Linked DNA regions of Hordeum vulgare: region 2 is linked to region 1. The links are chromatin contacts, called in public Hi-C maps. All regions are on one chromosome and are shown on one strand. Each heading gives the region's core, a stretch centred on a gene start, on an enhancer-like site or on the middle of the called end of the contact. The rest is flanking DNA. Distances are from core to core; before and after follow the strand shown.

Evidence for each region. A called contact is a pair of places that touch in the nucleus more often than the background predicts.
Region 2: a contact with region 1 is called in a Hi-C map of leaf, with 2.8 times the contacts expected there. The contact joins two enhancer-like sites. A contact is called at or near these places in 3 of 6 Hi-C or Micro-C datasets (leaf and seedling).

What each region holds. Positions count from the first base shown.
Region 1 is chr4H:356,543,169-356,549,544 of MorexV3_pseudomolecules_assembly, forward strand. It overlaps LOC123448614 (chromatin-remodeling ATPase INO80), which reads left to right. Exons shown (of 22, transcript XM_045125567.1): 22 at 525-1,255. The coding sequence ends at 782. Among protein-coding and RNA genes, the nearest start is that of LOC123448614, 15 kb to the left of the region's middle. Within about 2 kb of position 3,278, at least 3 of the 3 cell types and tissues checked have open chromatin away from gene starts, as enhancers often do. A contact at or near this core is called in leaf, where this site is marked.
Region 2 is chr4H:357,246,051-357,252,426 of MorexV3_pseudomolecules_assembly, forward strand. No RefSeq gene overlaps it. Among protein-coding and RNA genes, the nearest start is that of LOC123448615, 95 kb to the left of the region's middle. Within about 2 kb of position 3,186, at least 2 of the 3 cell types and tissues checked have open chromatin away from gene starts, as enhancers often do. A contact at or near this core is called in leaf, where this site is marked.

The DNA.
Region 1 (6,376 bases), core at 2,028-4,527:
AATCATTGAGGCATTACTTCAGTATGCAAGCTTAAAATTCCAATTGAAGCGGATATAAAAGAGTATTTACATAGATTCAGTTTCAGATATTGGATTGGTACCCATATAGAACTTCGTTAGCTCATTTTGTGATTGACATGCATAGATGAAATTAACTTTAGGTGTATTGGTTGGGTTTGACTTGCATTTTAGCCCAGATTCTACCAAAAAGTGCAATATATTTAAGGAGATGATCAAAACAAAATGAGCTGGATTATCTCGCCCTTCCAATTTCAGTATCTTTGCCTGCACTGAATAAGTTGCCTTGCAATGTGCTGTATTGGGAAAACTTATACGTATTACATAATTGCAACAATTGTAATATGTAACTCTGAAATAATAGATAATAACAATGCACACTAACCAATCATTATAAATTGGTCCCCATGTTGTTTCCTTGAGGCTTTGTCGGATTAAGCTAACTTTCTCAGCCTTGTTATGTGTGAGCTTCATTCGTTTAAGTAACTGCTAATATTTATTTCCAGAAAAAAAGCTCGCACAAGAAACCTCCGAAGTCACAGGATAATGATGGTGCGGATGGTGATGTCCCCGAGAGTGGTCCTGCCAAAGATGAGGAGCATATTGCTTCGTTGATGCCTAAAAGATCAAAGAGACTAGTGAGGAGCATGGGTGAAGATAAGGAACCCGTTGCTGCTTCTGATGTTGAGAAACCTGCAGATGCAGCTGAAAACAATGACAGCAATCATGCAGAAGAGTTGCAAGACCAGACTCCTCCAGCGTAGTTGACCTATGGGCTGACCTGATGAGAACATAAGATGCGAATGGCAAGACTCTAATTTGTGGTGTCTAGTAGGAGCATCAAAGATGGCAGTTTATTGGCCCAGAGGAGGAGCTCTGGATCTGCTCAAGGTCTTACGCAGTTAATAAGTATTTAACTGTGTTGTGCAGCTTCTTTTGAGAAGCCTGAGACTGCAACCTCAGTGCAGTTGCAGCCCAATGATGGCTGTTACCGCCAGCCCTTATCCCTAATGTTGGCGATGTGTCTAGCCATTTTGTAAATAAGCATTAGCAATGTTCCATCACATATAGGAATTATTTTACTGTGTAAAGAGAGTAGGGACGTAGAGTTTTGTTAGGCCAAAAAGGAACATGGCAGGAAACATCTGCTGTGCTTCCGAGTTGGTAACATATATCACTTCATTCAAACAAGTGATTTCTTTACGCAAGTGAAACATCTGCCTGTTTCTTGCCCGAACTGCTATGCAGGAAACATCTGCCTGATTCTTGTCCTTCGGAACTGAAGCGAGCGAGTTCATGAGCCTGTTTCTTGTCCTTCGAAACTGAAGTGAGCAAGTTCTTGCCCGAACTGCTATGCAGGAAACATCTGCCTGTTTTTTGTCCTTCGAAACTGAAGCGAGCGAGTTCATGAGCCTGTTTCTTGTCCTTCGAAACTGAAGTGAGCGAGTTCATGAGCACACCCATTAGCTTCACACAATGACTTGTAATTGTTAGGATTTAATTAATTCTCTTAATTAAAGGGATAATCCTCCCTATGTAATCTCTAGTGTGGTTGTTTTGGCAACCGTCACGATGCTTCCTCACGCCCCTGCTAACGGACACATCTCTTTGCTCGCGTCCGTTCCCTTGTATATATATTGTGATTGCCCCTGAAATAAGATAGTTTCAATCTCAAACACGTTATCAACACTGTCTCTACCAAGAGCAAAAATCGCCGGCAATCGCAGGAACGGGCAAGAAGGTAAGAACGATGCTTCGTTTCCTGCCCTTGTACCATCGCTGCCTTCGCGTCCGTTTCCTTGTATATATATTGTGATTGCCCCTGAAATAAGATAGTTTTAATCTCAAACACGTTATCAACACTGTCTCTACCAAGAGCAAAAATCGCCGGCAATCGCAGGAACGGGCAAGAAGGTAAGAACGATGCTTCGTTTCCTGCCCTTGTACCATTGCTGCCTGCTGCAGCACGACGGCCATCGCCGCCGCCACCAGATCGGTGTCGGTCCGGCCAACGGTGTCGCGCCACTGTCGATGCCCTCCGCACCAATGCTCGGGATCGACACGTAGCCACCACCGTTCTCGTGCTCAGCGCACGGGTGGGTGGTTTGTCCCCGAGTGAAGTCTGAAATAAACCTTAAGATTGTAATTGCCGATGCAACTGAACCCTCATCTCTAAATCCCTGAAATCTGTACCCTAACCTTTTTAATCCCGGTCTATCCAATCCCTAGATATGTTTGGCAGAGCAGGAAAAGCACAATCCTGTCGGGTGTTCGCTTTTCTCCTAGGTGTGGGTCAAGCACAATCCATTTTTCCCATCTGGCCACGGCGAGCTTGAGCAGAGGGGAGCACGGGAGCAGCACAAGATGGCAACCACCAGCGTAGAGTTCGGCAGCCAATATATATCACGCCAAGCTCTGGGCGCGGTCGCAAGGAGAAGGCCACGCTGATCCCGCACAGCGCGGCGGACGCCGACGCCGCCGTCGCGGCCGACTCCATCAGCAGCCCCGTCACCTCCATCTCCGTCGCGCTGCCTTGGCCACCGTCGAGGATTCTCAGGCGCGAGGGACGGCTGGCACACTATCTGGCCGCGGCGGCGAGGCGTGCAAGCTCCTTGCCGGCCCGGCGTTGCGCCGCACGGCCGAATCCAGGCGCGCCCCGTCGCGTCGGTGCACGACGGCAAGCGCCTCGGCCACGTCCTGCTTGAGCGCGACCACGGCCTCCTGGAAGCATCCGTGCGCGTCGGCGAGTACAGGAGCCGGTCAACGTTGCCGCCGGTGCCGGAGAGCTCGCCCTGGGCCTTGGGCAGCTCGAGGAGGTTGCCGAACGCGTCGACGTGCACCAGCCCTATGGCCATGGAGGCGGCCAACGCCGCCGGGCCCTGCTGCGCCCAGGCGTGCACGGAGCGGATGCAGGTGTGGAGATGAGCGACGCGGTTTCTCAGGAGAGAGATAGATAGATTGGGCTAGAGAAGATGAATATGACATGTGGACCCGTACTGTCAGTGGATTAAAGTGTGATCCCGGCTGGGATACTTGATTTCCTAGCGGGTCAAACAAGTCTAGATAGGTTCAGGGTTGAGATTGATTGGGATTCATAAATATAGGATACATATTTCAAGGATTTAGAGGTGAGGGTTCATTTCCGACCGGCTTTATAATCTTAAGGTTTAAAACAGACTTCACTCCTTGTCCCCTGCACGCCTGCACGTGTACGGCCCCGCTGTCAACGAGGACGCGGTCGGGCAGTCACGCACCTCCGTCTTCGAGTTCGGCGGTACCTCCAGAGCTGTCGAAGTTGACGCCGACATTGCTACGCCGCACCTACCACCTCTGACCCCTGCGGTTGTCGAGATGGAGGGTCATTCCCTCGCCTATGTCTCAGCGCCGACCGGCGCTTCTTCCTTCGTGTTCGGCTCCGGCGCGGGAGAATCCTGCAAACCACACGGCTGCGCCGCATGTCGTGCCACTAGTGCCAGCGGTGGAGAACTGGCTCCTCGCCGGTCCGGCAGCCCCGAGGATGCATGTCGCCTCTGTGGTGGCTGCCCTGCATCCGGGCAATGGTGGGAGCGACTCTGAGATGGACAGTGCCGACGGTGCGCAGGCCAATGAGTCGACCTCCGTCAGCTTCACGACCATGGATGTGAACACGGCCGCCGCGCCTCTACCCTCGCCAACTCCTGCGACACCGCTGCCTTAGCCGAGGAAGGACGCACGTCGTCGCCTCGTGGCCCTCGGCCTCCCGGCACCCAGCCCACCGGCGGCCTCGCATTCGAGCAGCCATGGTCGCTTTGCCGGCTAGTGGAGTCCGGCATCACTGGGACTCGCGAACGGCGTCGCGCCCGGGACACAGCTCCCTGGTGGATGCTCAGATGAGGACGAGCGCGGAGGAAGCGCCTCTCGCCGCCAGTGAATGCCGCAGCGAGAGGGTGCGTGCTGGTGGCGGCCGGATGGTCGTGGAGCACCCCGCTTGTTCTTCTGCCTCGAGCATGGATGAACGAAGGGAAATGAGGGAATTCTCTTGTGTCTATCTTCTTATCCACACGAGCGGACCAGGTTGGATGCCTTGTGTGGCGATGTGCATATGGCAGTAACGCCCCAACAACCTACGTGTTTGTTTATTCTTTAGTCAGTAGTACTAGTACTAGTTTCAGATTATTGCTGCTTGGTCTAACTAATAGTGTTATTTTTAACACTTGTGACGTTTTGACCATGTATTGATCTGCATTTAGCCCATTTTTTTTATAGAGTTTGGAATTCCATAAGTATGTGGCTGTTATTGCTAGACCTACTGAAAGTGCAGTCATGCCCTTAATCGAGTTTTGTTGTTAATGACAACACATACATAGGAAACTAATCTTATTTGTTGAGTGTATCTGAGGATGACAAGTACTTTTAGTAGATTGAGAATTATGTGCCAAGGCGGTCTGAGAAGATCGAGACTTATATGTCAAGAAGGCTCGGGATTGAGAAAAGATGATGTAGCCTATCCTTTAAATTTACTATTCTTGAGTATAGTGATCCCGCACTATTAAGAGGGGACCACAGGTTTTGCGATGAACTTGCTCATACTACATCTCTACTTTTCCGCTCATACCACATCTCCACTACTCTGCTCTTATCTCAAAACAGAATCAATGTCTCGGACATCCGGCCTCCTCCGGACGTCCGAGGGCCGGACGTTCGACCTCCTTCGGAAATCCGGAACTTTGCACCACAGAAACTTGAGCCATATAACTCGGACTTCCGGCTCCCTCCGGATGTCTGAGGGCCAGACGTCTGACCTCCTTCGAAAATCCGGAATCTTGCACCAGAGAATTTTGAGTCGAATAACTCGGACTTCCGACTTCCTCCGGACGTCCGGTCCCAGTTCAACTACACAGTGATTCCAGATATATATACATCTCTCGGACGACCGAACCCCGTCGGACGTCCGACACCTTGTGGGCGTCCGGACATCCGAGAAACTGCCGGATGTCCGACACCTTGTGGGCGTCCGGACATCCGAGAAACTGCCGGATGTCCGACCACTGTCAGACTTAAGTGACCCCAACGGCTGTTTTACTCTCCCGAGTATAAATACCCCTCCCACTTCGTGAGAGAGTGTTCAACAAAGCTAGGACACTTACAAGAACACCTTTCTCCTCACTCACTCTTGCCTACACCAAGTCTTAGATCCCAAGAGCATTTGTGAGTCCCTTTGAGTGTTGTTCCAATCAAAAGATAGATCGTCTCGTTCTCCTCCTCTCCACCAAAGTGATTTGTGATTTGAGCAAGTTTTGAGCAATCCCCGTGATCTTGTTACTCTTGGAGGTTGGAGACTCCTAGGCGGTAGGAGTATTCGGAGAGGAATCAAACCATTGTGATTACCCCCGGAAAGTTTGTGAAGGTTTGGAAGCCACCTCAAGGCTTACCACTAGTGGTTGAGAAACGCCTTCGTGGTGTTATCTCAAAGGGAGAATAGGGTGAGCCTTCGTGGCGTTGGTGTGCCTTCGTGGTAACATCCGCCCCTCTAACGGTGACGTAGCTTCCCTCCAAGGAAGTGAACATCGGGATACATCCTCGTCTCTCTTGGAGTTTCGGTTATCCCTAACCCTAACTCTCTACTTGTGTTAATCCTTATTACGTACTTGCATTTGATTATTGTTTACCGGTTGCCTTACTTCACTCTAAATAGCTTACTCATTGTCATTGCAATTATTAGGCTCACGCTCATATTCCGCATCTTTGCCTAAAATTGCTAAGTAATTATTAAAATTTGGAACTGTACCTATTCACCCCCCTCTAGGTCCATCTCGATCCTTTTCAATTGGTATCAGAGCCTCGTGCTCTATTCTTGTGGCTTAACCGCCCTAGAGCGATATGGACGGGATTCCCACTACTGTAGCTCGAGTGGAGAGGGACGAGACTTCCACGGAAGTCAGGTCCTTCACCTCTGAGGACCTGGAACGGGCCCTTGCCAAGCAAAAAGAGGAGCATGATGCTTCTCTTGAGGCCTTGGTCCAACTAAGACTGGCATCATTAACCACGGGGACAACCACGTCCCCGAGGGCCTCAGGGCAAAATGTGCACGGTTCTTCATTTGGCCAACAACCTCCAGGCAATAACCAAACTAGTGTTCCATGGCTTTATGCTAGATCTCAAGTTGAGAAGCCTAAGTACAATCCTGGAGGAAAACCTCCTTTGCTTGCTGACAATTCTGATTTTGCTTTGTGGAGAGTTGGTATGCAGGATCATCTTAGGTACGCCAATGATGAGATGTTGGACATCCTCGAGCATGGCTACAATCCTGTAGATCCAATGTGCCTCACTCCCAGAGAAACTTATGACAAGCATCTCAACGACACTGTGATCATGTGCA
Region 2 (6,376 bases), core at 1,936-4,435, 700 kb after region 1:
GAATTAAATATGGGTTCTCGTTATGTTGGATTGAATATTTGATGTGAGAACACTTGATGTATATCTTGCATGTGGATACCCATGGTGACAATTGGGTATTCTATTGATTCACTTGATATATGTTATGGCATGAAATTGCGGATTTCGGTGACCTTGGGGATCTATGCATAGGGGTTTATTGCACATTTTCATACTATGTTCTCCCATAGAAATCTTGGCGGTACTCTTTGAAGTTCTTTGTGTTGGATTGAATCTGATGAATCTAATTTTGTTTGATGCATGTCGTATAATTAACCCATGAATACTTGAGGTGGCATTGGAGTATCTAGGTGACATTAGGGTTGATTGATATGTATCATAGGTGTTATTCTAGTACGGAGTCCAGAGATGTTTGTGACAGTTATAGGAATATCTCAAAAGATTGATCAGAAAGAATAAATTTGTGGTGGTTCTACTACGTACACCAATTTCATCTTATGTTCTTGCTACTTATGAACTTCGGAGTGATTCTTCGTTGCATGTTGAGGGATGATCATCTGATCCTACTATGTTAGCATAGTTGAGAGAGTGCACTAGTGAAAGTATGAACCCTAGGCATTATTTCCAAGCATTTATACAATGTTTTGCTCTCTGTTTTATACTTGTCACCTTACTGTTTTTATTTATTCAGGTTATAAAAATCTATTTCTATTATCCATACTACACTTGTATCAACATCTCTTTGTTGAAACTAGTGCACCTATACAATTTGCCATTGTATTAGGTGTGTTGGGGACACAAGAGATTTCTTGTATTTCATTGCAGGGTTTTTTGAGAGAGGCCATCTTCATCCTACACCTCCCACAAATTGATAAACCTTAGGTCATCCACTTGAGGGAAATTGGCTACTGTTCTACAAAAATCTGCACTTGCAGGCCCAACAACGTCTACAGGAATAAAGTTGCATAGTATAAATCAAGTACTCATCCAAAATACTTGCAAGACTTACATCTGATGTATGCTAAGTATGCATCAGTTTCAAGGGGAAGGGGATGCATCTGTGGCTTATACTATAGAAATGCCAAAATAGAAGGGAAGACCTAGCCTAGCAAATACTAGCATCCTTAGCGCCTTGCAGGATTAGAAGAGTAAAAATAGTATAACATAAGTAAGCCAGTAGTACCAAGGCCCAGAGATCCTTCCTTGACTCCGTGCCAGAAAGCTATCCCGGAGCCATCATATCCATTTCATATATTGAGTATCCAATTCTACTTGTATAGATTGGGATACTCTCCGAGTGTCCGTTACCGTGGACACGGATATTCGAATAGATATAATTCGCTACAAGGGTACACCATATTACCCAACTCACTCGATTAACTCCGACCGAACACACTTTCGTGGGTCATGCCCGGCCTCGGCTGATCGACACACTATAGTTCTACCTAGGATCAACACAAAGGCCAGCACGCAAGTCTACTCCTAATTGCTCCGGGGTCTTGGACCCATCGCCCTTTGCATTCTTTCGTGTTTTGAGGATGGCCAAGATCAGTGCTAGCTACCTCTTAATCCAAAGCAGGTGCCTACTTGGACCACCCGGGCGTGTGCCGCTGACGGTGGCATCCGAAGAACTTTCAGGAGAATGTACGACCAAGAATGTCCACACTTATTCCCACGTGGTGTTTAGTGTAATAAAGGCTAGAGGCCTACTCGGATTACAATCCAAACCCGTTAGTGTCTTGGGAGCTCGTGGAAACAATCAGTGATCCTCCCGATCCAGTCGCCCCGTCTCGCGGACTTGCGACAAAGGCAAAGAATGCCCGACTGTGCCACATAGTTATCTCGTGCATACCCTTTAGGTCAACCCGACTCCACAATAGACTGTCGGGAACTTAGGTCCACCTCAACTAGGCTGGTACCGTCTCTCCCTTCAGTCCCACAATACGAGTAATAGTGGTAACAGGCGAAGGTAACACTATGTGCTTTTCATCAAGGGGGGATTTCTAAGAATCACCCTCGATGGTTTTCCACTTGATGTAACTAACAAGGTGAACTAGAAGATATCATTCTCGACAGTCAATAGTAGTTCTGAAGAGTCATACAACTGAGGGAGTGTGTGGTGATGTACATGTCTTGTCTCATCGATCGCCTGGATTGAATCTTCCATCACCCTCGACAGTCGATAGTAGTCCTCTAGAGTCGTACAACTAAGGGGGTTTGCGGTGATGTGTCGGTGTTGTCTCATCGGTCACCTGGATCAAATCTTTCGGTGATGTAGTGGGGCAACAAGGACAAGGGGAGTGGTCACTAGCAGCTAACTATCCAATCTATACTAAGCATACATGGTAAGCAGGTAGCTAACAATAGCAGGTTACAAACTCACGTTATGCATCAGAATAGGAGCATTCAAATAGAGTAGCAAAATCTAACGCATGCATGAGAGAGAAGGAATTGGTGATATAGGAATGATCAAGGGGGTTGGCTTGGCTGGAAGCTCCACTTCAAGTGGTTGGACGTCAGAGGTGTAGTCCTACCTGGTAGTAGTGTCAGTCTCGGGGTCTACCGGAGAGAAGAAGGAGAAGAAACAATAAATAAAAATAAACAGTCCATCGCGATGCATGACATGGCAATATGCGATGCTCGGGGTGGCCTAACGCAGTGCTACCCGCTATAGACGGAGCAAGAAAATATGTGTGGATATTTTTCCGAGTCTTAGGCAGTTACCAGAAAGACGATCCGGAGGGGAAAGTTCCATGTTCATCATGTTAGAGGCATGTGACAAATGAACGGATAGCATATTCGGATTTGTTTTATTTTTCCAAGAAATTTTATATGTAAAATATTTTCATCTCACTTACGGATTAATTTATATGATTTTTCAAAGTTTTAATAATATGCCGGAATTAATATTAAGTCAAAAGGAGTTATTGCGTGAGCATGATGTGAGCAATCAACAGTGAAAAGTTATTGGTCGAATTGACCAGGGGACCCACCTCTCATATACAGTAACACTAACATGGTTTATTTTTTTAACTGTGTTAACTAATTAACTAAAAGGGCCCACATGTTAGTGGTTAATTAGATTAAATTAATTATCTTTAAAAAGTTTTAGTTAAGTAGTGAGGTGGGCCCCACTTGTGAGTGGTTGGGCCTGTCGGTTAGTAGTTGACTGGGTCGGGGGGGTGTCCTGGTCAGCGATCCAGGGGGTGGCCCCAGCCAGCCACGTCCACGGGCGGAACTGGAGTTGCTCCGGTGACCATTCCTGTGGCGGAGGGGCTCGGGCCCTCGCTGAAAAAATGCTAGGGGCACAAATTTGGAGCGCGGCTAGGTAGAATCAAACGCGGGCAGAGCCGCACGTCGATTCCTGGTGGTGGCCGGACCGGGGATGTGCGGAAACAGCGCCGACAATGAGATGAAGTGACGGCGACATTCGGGTGTGATCGGGAACAGAGGTATGAGGCGATAGGAGGGGCGCACGCGTGTGCATTGGCTCACTGGGGACGTGCTAAGCACATTCCTCCCCTTGCATATGTGCTTGACGTGCGGTGGCTGCCGCAACGGCGAGCACAGATGACAGCGAGCTTCGGCTTTGGTGGTAGCATCGGCAACGGCGAGGAGAGCGAGCGCTAAGAGAGGGGAGAAAGAGTGGGGACCTCATCGAGCCCTGCAGGTGTTCTAAAGCGGGCACGGGGGAGGCCTGGGATGGCAAATCAGGGTGGCGGTGCTCCGTTGTGCCCGAGGAGGAAGACGAAGACGGGGCAGCGATGCAGGGGCTCCCGCCTCGCGTGCATGGTCGTAGGAGATGAGGATGACAGCGACGGTGCTCCTAGTGCGGTCCTAGCCGACAAGGAGGACGGAGCGCACGGGGGCGAGCATGGCCATGGTGATGGTGGCTCGGATGTGCGCGGGAAGGAAGAGGGAGAGGGATAAAGGTGGCTAGGTTTTTGGGGAAGCCCCAAGGTGCTCTTAACCAAGACGGGGAGAGGCTGGATGTCGAGCGCATGCACCCTGTCAGCCATGGCGCGAGCGAATGTCTGCCGCCGCCCCCCCCCCCCCCCCCCCCCCAAGTGAACACAGGAAACGATGGAGGGGGTTGGGCCGGCTGGTGCAGTGGGACAAGGCCCAAGGAACATGCGTGGTCATTTACCTTCCATTTTTTTATTTATGTTTTCTTAATTCTTTTGATTTTGCATTTAAATTCAAAGAAAAACAGTTTTATAAAATACAAAAATTGGCCCGTTAGTTCCATTGCAATATTTGGTTGTGCTACTAATAGTTTGATATTTATTTAAAGTGGTTAGATACTTTAATAATTTAAAAAGGCATTTAAATCATTGTTCGTCTGTTTTAATTGTTTCAGGGCACTTAATTACTTTATAAAATGTGTGTTTCAACATGACAAATATCCAAGGAATATTTTCAACACTAGGAACATTTTAGTTTGCATGTTTGTGGATTTCTTTATTTCATTTATTGTTTAAATTTGATTCCAAAGTGGAATTTGAAATGAGATATTAGATCAAGATGATCAAGCACTATTTAGCAAAAAGCTTTGGCTTAATCACAGGGTTACTGTAGCTTAACCACAAAGTTTACTATAGCTTAATTACAGGGATGTTACACGACCGAACCGACGAGACAACAAGATCTATGAAAAATTCTCATCCGGTGCGGCTGATGGGAACGTCAAGCTGTTTCGATGTATGACATCATGGGGGAAGAGGTTCCGGTTGGGCAGAGGTGGGATATTAGAGAAAGGGTGGGGTTTCGTGGGTTTTGGCGGCCACGGTGTGCGAGTGTGGGAAACACATGGGATGGGAGGGGGGTCCATGGCTTAGGAACGCGCTTGTCTTAAATGTGGTGTAAGTTGCAAAAGTACCCCGAATTATTTTGCCCATGGGACATTGAGGTGGCAATTTCAGCTCACGGATTGAACCGGGATTTCACGTGTTGGCAACACGGAGAAGAAGGGAGTTTTAGCGCGTGTTGGAATTTCCGGATAACAAGCCTTGGGTAGAAGAGCGTGAGTTTTCGCAGCATAAGAGACAAACAGATATCTTGAAATTTCGGGAGAACAAGCTTAATTTGTAAAAAGACAACACAAATATCCGCACCACCCAAGAGAGGGTCATGTCCCATTTTACTATGTGAATTACTACAAATATCATACAAAAACAACAACAAACAACTCAAAAATGTGCGAGAACAAGTTTAATGTGTACGATAGTGATCTTGTGATGGTAAACAAATAGAAGTGAAATAATGCATAATAAAGGTTGCTATGATAAGGGGAAATACAAAGTGGCATTCCTTTCCATTACGTGTTTGCACATCCAACTGAAAAAGCGCATGACAACATGTGGTGCCCTCTGCGAAGGGACTATCTTTTACTTTTCTATGTTTACTTATATGCAAGAGTCAATAATACTTATCCCTATTCGGCACTCATTTATTTTCAATTGGTAAGCATCATATGGTAGGGAAATATCCATGCATATGTTTCATACTCTAGCTTGTGAATCAATTATTACTAATTTATGAGAAGTTTTATGATGAAATATCACTTCTATGATAATGATCATGATGCTTACATGTCCGTATTTTATTTTATCGAGGCCTCTCTCTGTAAGAAATGTGGTCATGATTATCGAGTGAAAGTGCGTTATATCGATCAGATGGGGTCTGATTGGGTGATTTTTTCAAACTCGTCACTGAGGAATTACTAGTTGAGGATTTATCAGAGTGACGAACTACATGCAGCAAATAAAGTACTTCCAATTGCATGCATAACATGCAATAGCAAAGTCGTCATGATGAAATGAAGCATACACAAAGTAAAAGTAGATAGTAATCATGATAAGTAGGCACAAGACAAGGTGATTGAATAATTTGGATTGAGAAAGTTTTTAGTCAAAGTCTTCAAACAATAAGGATGAATTTCATGAACAAGTAAGCGAGGAAATGAAAGGGTTGAGGAAATAGAACCAGTTCCTCGGTAAAGAAAATTATTTGGTCTACCATTTCCAGTTGATGTGACAGCCGTACATCTAGTTTGGAGTGTCTAGGTATTTTAACAAAAGGACACACAGTCCTAGGACACATAGTCCTTACCATATTATCCTTGAGATAAAGTCACATAGACTCCACCCAATCACTCATGGTAAGTCTTCAAGGTAGACTTCCAAACCTTCACAAACCCATTCACCCAAAGATCCACAATTTCCTCTTGTATGCTCTAGACCACGATGCCTAGCCTTTGAGAAGATACACAATCTTTAAAGGTATAAAGCGTCGGTTCCACATAGGACAATATATGTAGTGATGCTCCATCAATTTTGACTTTCGGTGTTGGGTTTTTAGTTTTTCCTCACTTATGATTCTCTCAAAGTCGTGGGGG